2 separate regions of the Sus scrofa genome follow, and region 2 is linked to region 1. A link is a contact called in public Hi-C data. All regions are on one chromosome and are shown on one strand. Each heading gives the region's core, a stretch centred on a gene start, on an enhancer-like site or on the middle of the called end of the contact. The rest is flanking DNA. Distances are from core to core; before and after follow the strand shown.

Region 1 (2,700 bases), core at 152-2,651:
AAATTCCATATGCTACAAGTGTGGCTGTAAACAGAAAACAGAAAACAAAAAAACAAAAAGAGTCACCCTTGAAGTCAAACCTAATACTTCTCCATTTTCTTTCCTACCTTGTAAACAAGTTCTCTTCTAGCAAACACTTTCCCTCAACAGCCACTCTCCATTCAGATTTCCAATTTGTCTTAAAACATATGAAGCATGAGTCCACAACTAATATTATATCTCATGTGCAGTACAAGCTCTACCTCTGTCTACTGTTCACATTCTAATCATTCCCAAATAAATTAATCTACTCATTTATTCAACACTTATAACCACTTTCTCTGTGTCACACAGTGAGCCGGCCTACCCCATTTATTCCTATTTCTCTTCACGCTCCAAGAGGGCAAGGCTCAGGTTTGTGCGTCCCCACTGTGCCCTATCCATCCCCCACCGCTCCCACCCCTCCTGGCACTAAGTGTCAAAAAGTGTGTCGAATGAATGAGAGCTCAAGCAACTCATTAGTTTAAAACCACAGTAGTCATCCATCCACCCGCTTTCAAAAGGCGGCAGGAATACACAACTGGTATCTTTGCTGATTACATGAGACTAAATACTCTAACAAGTCATCCCCAGATTATCAAAACTAAAGAAGCAACTGTCTGGTAAACACCGTGACGCACAGTTCCAGCCCCGCACGGAGGGAGCCTGAGTGTCCGGGAAAGGTCAAACGGGTTGCCGGGAAACCCGCTCTTGTGCGGGAGTCCGGAGGCCCAGTGAGACGCGAAGCCGCAGTCCGAAATTTGAGGAATGCAGGGGAGAGGAGGGGAGACATGAGTGGGTAGAATTAATCCTGACGGTCACTCGCACCCAAAGCAGGTATGAAAACACAAAGAGGTCAGGGTTCAAGGGTCTGTCCTCCTCCTTCCTCTGGGTTCCCGGGCCCCTGCGCCGATCCCACCAGACTGACGGCCTCGTCAGCGTCCTTCTTCACTCACGTGCCTGAGGCCAAGAAGCCCCAGCCTCCGTGTCTGCAGGGCGCTGAGACTCCGACGCTGAGCCCCAGGAAGAGAGGGAGCCGTTAGGCCTGGCCAGGGCCGGAGCTGACGCTCGCCATCACCCCTCCCCTAACTCAGAGATCAAGGCCAGGAGCCGTCGTCATAGCAACAAGCGGCCCTGCAACAGCTCACGGGGGAAGGACTGCCCGCCGGGACGCTCGCTTACCTGCCCCGCAGCCCACACTCCTCCGTCGGGCTCCCGCCCTCCACTGGCGCGCCGGGAGCACCAACGTCGCCAATCCCAGGAACCCGCGGGGCCTCGCCCCGGGACCCCGCTCACCGGCGCCGGCTCCCTCGGAGCGCCGGGATTGGCTGAACTCCAGCCAAAGGACCGGGAAAGCTAGGCTACGCCGCGGGCCGCGCTGAGCTGAAATGGATACAGCGCCCCCTACCGGCTGGGAGGTTTCACAGTGACGTCACCACGGGCTTTCGCGCGGAGAAAGTGGAAGGTCATGCCTCCTTGTATTCAACGGATGTTTATTAGGCGTCTTCTAAGCCCTAGGTCTGGGCACAGAAAAATAAAAGACATAACCCTTGGCCTCAAGAAGGTCTCAGCAGAGTATAATGCAGAACTTTTAAGAATTCTTCTGATTTAGTCCAGTTTTCTAGCCATGTGACCTTGGGAACATTGTTAATCTGAGACTCCTTTCCCTTTTATTTAATTAATTATTTGTTTATTTATTTTTGTCTTTTTTGCCTTTTCTAGGGCCGATTCTGAGGTATATGGAGGTTCCCAGGCTAGGGGTCTAATCGGAGCTGTAGCCACTGGCCTATACCAGAGCCATGGCAACGCAGGATCCGGGATCCGAGCCACGTCTGCAACCTACACCACAGCTCACTGCAACGCCAGATCCTTAACCCACTGAGCAGGGCCAGGGATCGAACCCGCAACCTCATGGTTCCTAGTCGGATTCGTTAACCACTGAGCAACGAAGGGAACTCCCCTCCTTTCCCTTTTATGCATAAAGGTAATAACACCTATTTCAAGGATGTTGTGAGAGTTAGGTGAGATAATGTATGCAAAGTGCTGAGCCAGCACGTAGCAAGCAGGGAAATAAATGATACTACTGTTAGTATACAAATAATTGAAATATAGTAAAACCTAAGTTTTACCTGACCTCTCAGGTACAAGTATTCACTCTCTCCTCTGTGTCCCCACTGCACCTTGTACAGATGTCTGTTTTTATAGAAAATAACACCAAAGCTTAGTTCCGTAATGCCCACCCCCCCATCCCTGCACACCTAGCCCTGCTGTTCCATCCTTATTCCACTAGTCTCAGCCAGGCTTATCTGTCTTTCCTAACACATGCTAAACCCCTTCTACTTCCCCATGTGGACCAAACTGCTTTATATCTCTGTGCCCTTAGTTATGCTTTCTCATCTACCTGGAGCCCCCTTCCCACATTTATTTATTTATTTATTTATTTATTTATTTATTTATTTATTTATGCTTCTTAATCTTTAAGAGCTTCTTCCACGCCAGTGCCATGTGGAAGTTCTCTAGCCAGAGATAGAACCCTTGTCACAGCAGTGACCGGAGCCAGCTGCTGCAGTGACAACACCAGATCCTTAACCCACTACAAGGAAACGCCAACCACCTTTTTTTTTTTTTTTTTTTTTTTTTTTTTTTTTTTTTAATACAAAGTAGCTCTGGCTTTTTTTTTCA
Region 2 (2,700 bases), core at 64-2,563, 200 kb after region 1:
GCGGCAACGTGATAGGAAAGAAATGGATATATAAAATAGGACATGAGGAGTTCCCTTCGTGGCTCAGCAGAAATGAATCTGACTAGGAACCATGAGGTTGCGGGTTCTATCCCTGGCCTCGCTCAGTGGGTTAAGGATCTGGCACAGCCTTAAGCTGTGGTGCAGGTCGCAGAAGTGGCTCGGATCTGGTGTTGCTGCTGCTGTAGCTCTGATTGGACCCCTAGCTTGGGCTAGGACAGTGAGGGATACAAGCAGGCAGATGGGGTGGTTCTGTCCTGAGGATTAGGATCAGATTACAATCCAAGGAAAGTGGGGAGGGGAAGAAGACCTCCTTCTTCCTTATTTTTCAGGCTTACAGCATTAGCTCCTCCTTTGTATCAGGTAAGAGAGTATTTGACCCTATGAGATCAAACTAGGATTTTCGTGGTGCTTATTCAAATCAGCAGAAGGGACCTAACATAAACTAAAATATGTTGAATCATCTCAGGTTTCTGTATAATGAGGGTCTCCTATTTTGGAATATCATCCTTAGCTTAAATTCCTGTCCTTGAGCCTAAGGATCATTATTTTTGCTGAACTTGAATGTAGGTCCCATTTCATCTTTATCATGCTTCTATTTATGGTTTTATAGGTAAGCACACCTGCTTCATTCCACCACATTCTGATGGCTTTCCTGAGTAATTATTAACTTACAGTGATCTCCCAAAGTTCCTTAGTTTTCCCTATATATAATCCCCTAGTGGGACTTCTACAACTACCTGTGTAACTATCCTATTCTATCCCTATCATTATCTCTGCAGATTAATTCTTTTTGGTGGGAATATACTCTATACCTGGCACTTTACTAACCATTGCCTTTTCTTTTTTTGGACACACTCAAAGGCATGTGGAAGTTCTTGGGCTAGGGACTGAATTCAAGCCACGTGCAGCAAGGTGACATCCTTAACCCGCCATGCCAGGAACTGGCGGGAACTCCTAACCATTATCTTCCTAATCTTCGCAAGTTTATACTGTAGGCACTATAATTATCCCGAGATAATTGGTGAAGAAATTGGTATGTTACCGAAGTTGCCAACAGAGCCATATCTCGAATTCAGTAAATGTAATTGCCTCTCCTGAGCTCTATCTAAGTCAACGTCGGCTGCTGCTCTAGCTAAATTTGACTGCCATCTAGACAAGGCTTCAAGGGCTAATAGCTAAGCGCCTATCCGCCCAGTCCAACCCGCCCCTCTCCCACCCCTTTTCTAGTCCCAAAGCCTCCTTTTTCGACTGCTGGAGCAGGAGCCAAGCCCAGCGGAGTGCACTGCGCAGGCTCGGCCGCAAAGCACTACGGGAAGGGGGTGGGGTCTGTGTGACCATTTCGCGTCGCAGTTTCTTTGAGAATCCTGGCGCGGTGAACGTCCTTCAGCGAAACTTGTGAACCTCCTTGAGCGGCTGTGGCGTTGGTCTTTAGTCCTGTGCTTTACCCGAGGTAGGTGGAGAGTTTCGCCAGTCGGAGGGAGGATGAAGTGTCCGGGAGGCCCGGGTTCTGGGGACCCGGCCTGCGTGTGGATGTCGCCTTATGGGGGTGGGCGTTCAGGGTCACGCCGCCGGGTCGTGTTTGTCGTCTCCTTTCACGTTGCGCTCCGAGTAGGGTGTCGTGGTCTACAGCTTCCAACGTTTCTCGCCGGCCGCCTGCTGCTCCTGCGGTGTAACTGGGATTTCAGCCTTTGGTCTCCCTCCTCGGCTTCCGCTTCTAAAGCATACATTTGATCACACCTGTGGCTCTCCTTCGTTAAGCAATGAATGATTTTTTTTCAAACTTAAAAAAATCGTGGAACTCCTTTTGCAAGTAGAGTTGTAACAGGATCTGAGCCAAAAGAAGTTTTTTTTATTTTTAATTACTTTAAAATCTTGGCTCGTGCTGTATTCTGATTTGAAATGGGGATTAGATGAAGGTGCAAGAACTGTATTACTCTTAACCGTGATGGAAGCGGGAATCAACACTTTGCCCATTTAACTCTTAGGTTGAGGCAAGAGCATTAAATAAATTTTTAGATTAAAAAAAAATACAAATGAAATGATTCCTTAACGCCAAAAGTTTCTATGTACAAAATTAAGTTCAAGGTTTTTGGTGTTCAGGGATCTTCCCGATATGACCCATGCTTTTCTAACTTAATTTCCTTCCACTATCACGCTTACTTTATCTTCAACAATAACTTCATTTCTTAAAATTCTCATATGTTTGTGTTTTTCCACAAGCTATCCCTATACCTTGACTATCCCCCATCATTGTTTCATAGACAGCTCCTTTATGGTGGTGCTTGTTTGTTTTTGACAGCTCCCACACATGCCAAAGTTCTCCTGTCAGGGATCAAACCCTCCCCACAGCAGCGACCCCAGCCAGCCGCAGCAGTGACAACGCTGGATCCTTAACCTGCTGAGCCACTGGGAAACTCCAGACCCCTACTTTAAAACCCAGCTCAAGGGAGTTTACCTTGTGGCTCAGCAGGTTAAGAACCCAACATGGTGTCTTTGAGGATGCAGTTCTATCCCTGGACTCAGAGGATCTGGTGCTGCTGCAGTGGCATAGGTCACAGATGAGCCTCAGATCTGGTGTTGACATTGCTATAAAGCAGCTGCAGCTTCCATTCGACCCCTAGCCCAGGAACTTTCATATGCCAAAGATGCGGCCTTAAAAAAATTAAAATTAAAAAAGTA

The links. A called contact is a pair of places that touch in the nucleus more often than the background predicts.
Region 2: a Hi-C map of alveolar macrophages shows a contact between it and region 1, with 2.5 times the contacts expected there. The contact joins the promoter of ZMYM1 here to the promoter of SMIM12 in region 1. A contact is called at or near these places in 5 of 47 Hi-C or Micro-C datasets (alveolar macrophages, embryonic fibroblasts, epiblast stem cells and 1 more) and 1 of 2 datasets of contacts at active chromatin or transcription factors (alveolar macrophages).

What each region holds. Positions count from the first base shown.
Region 1 is chr6:91,112,285-91,114,984 of Sscrofa11.1, forward strand. SMIM12 (small integral membrane protein 12) reads right to left here and starts at 1,402. Exons shown (of 2, transcript XM_003362205.4): 1 at 1,201-1,402.
Region 2 is chr6:91,310,841-91,313,540 of Sscrofa11.1, forward strand. ZMYM1 (zinc finger MYM-type protein 1) reads left to right here and starts at 1,314. Exons shown (of 11, transcript XM_021095889.1): 1 at 1,314-1,471.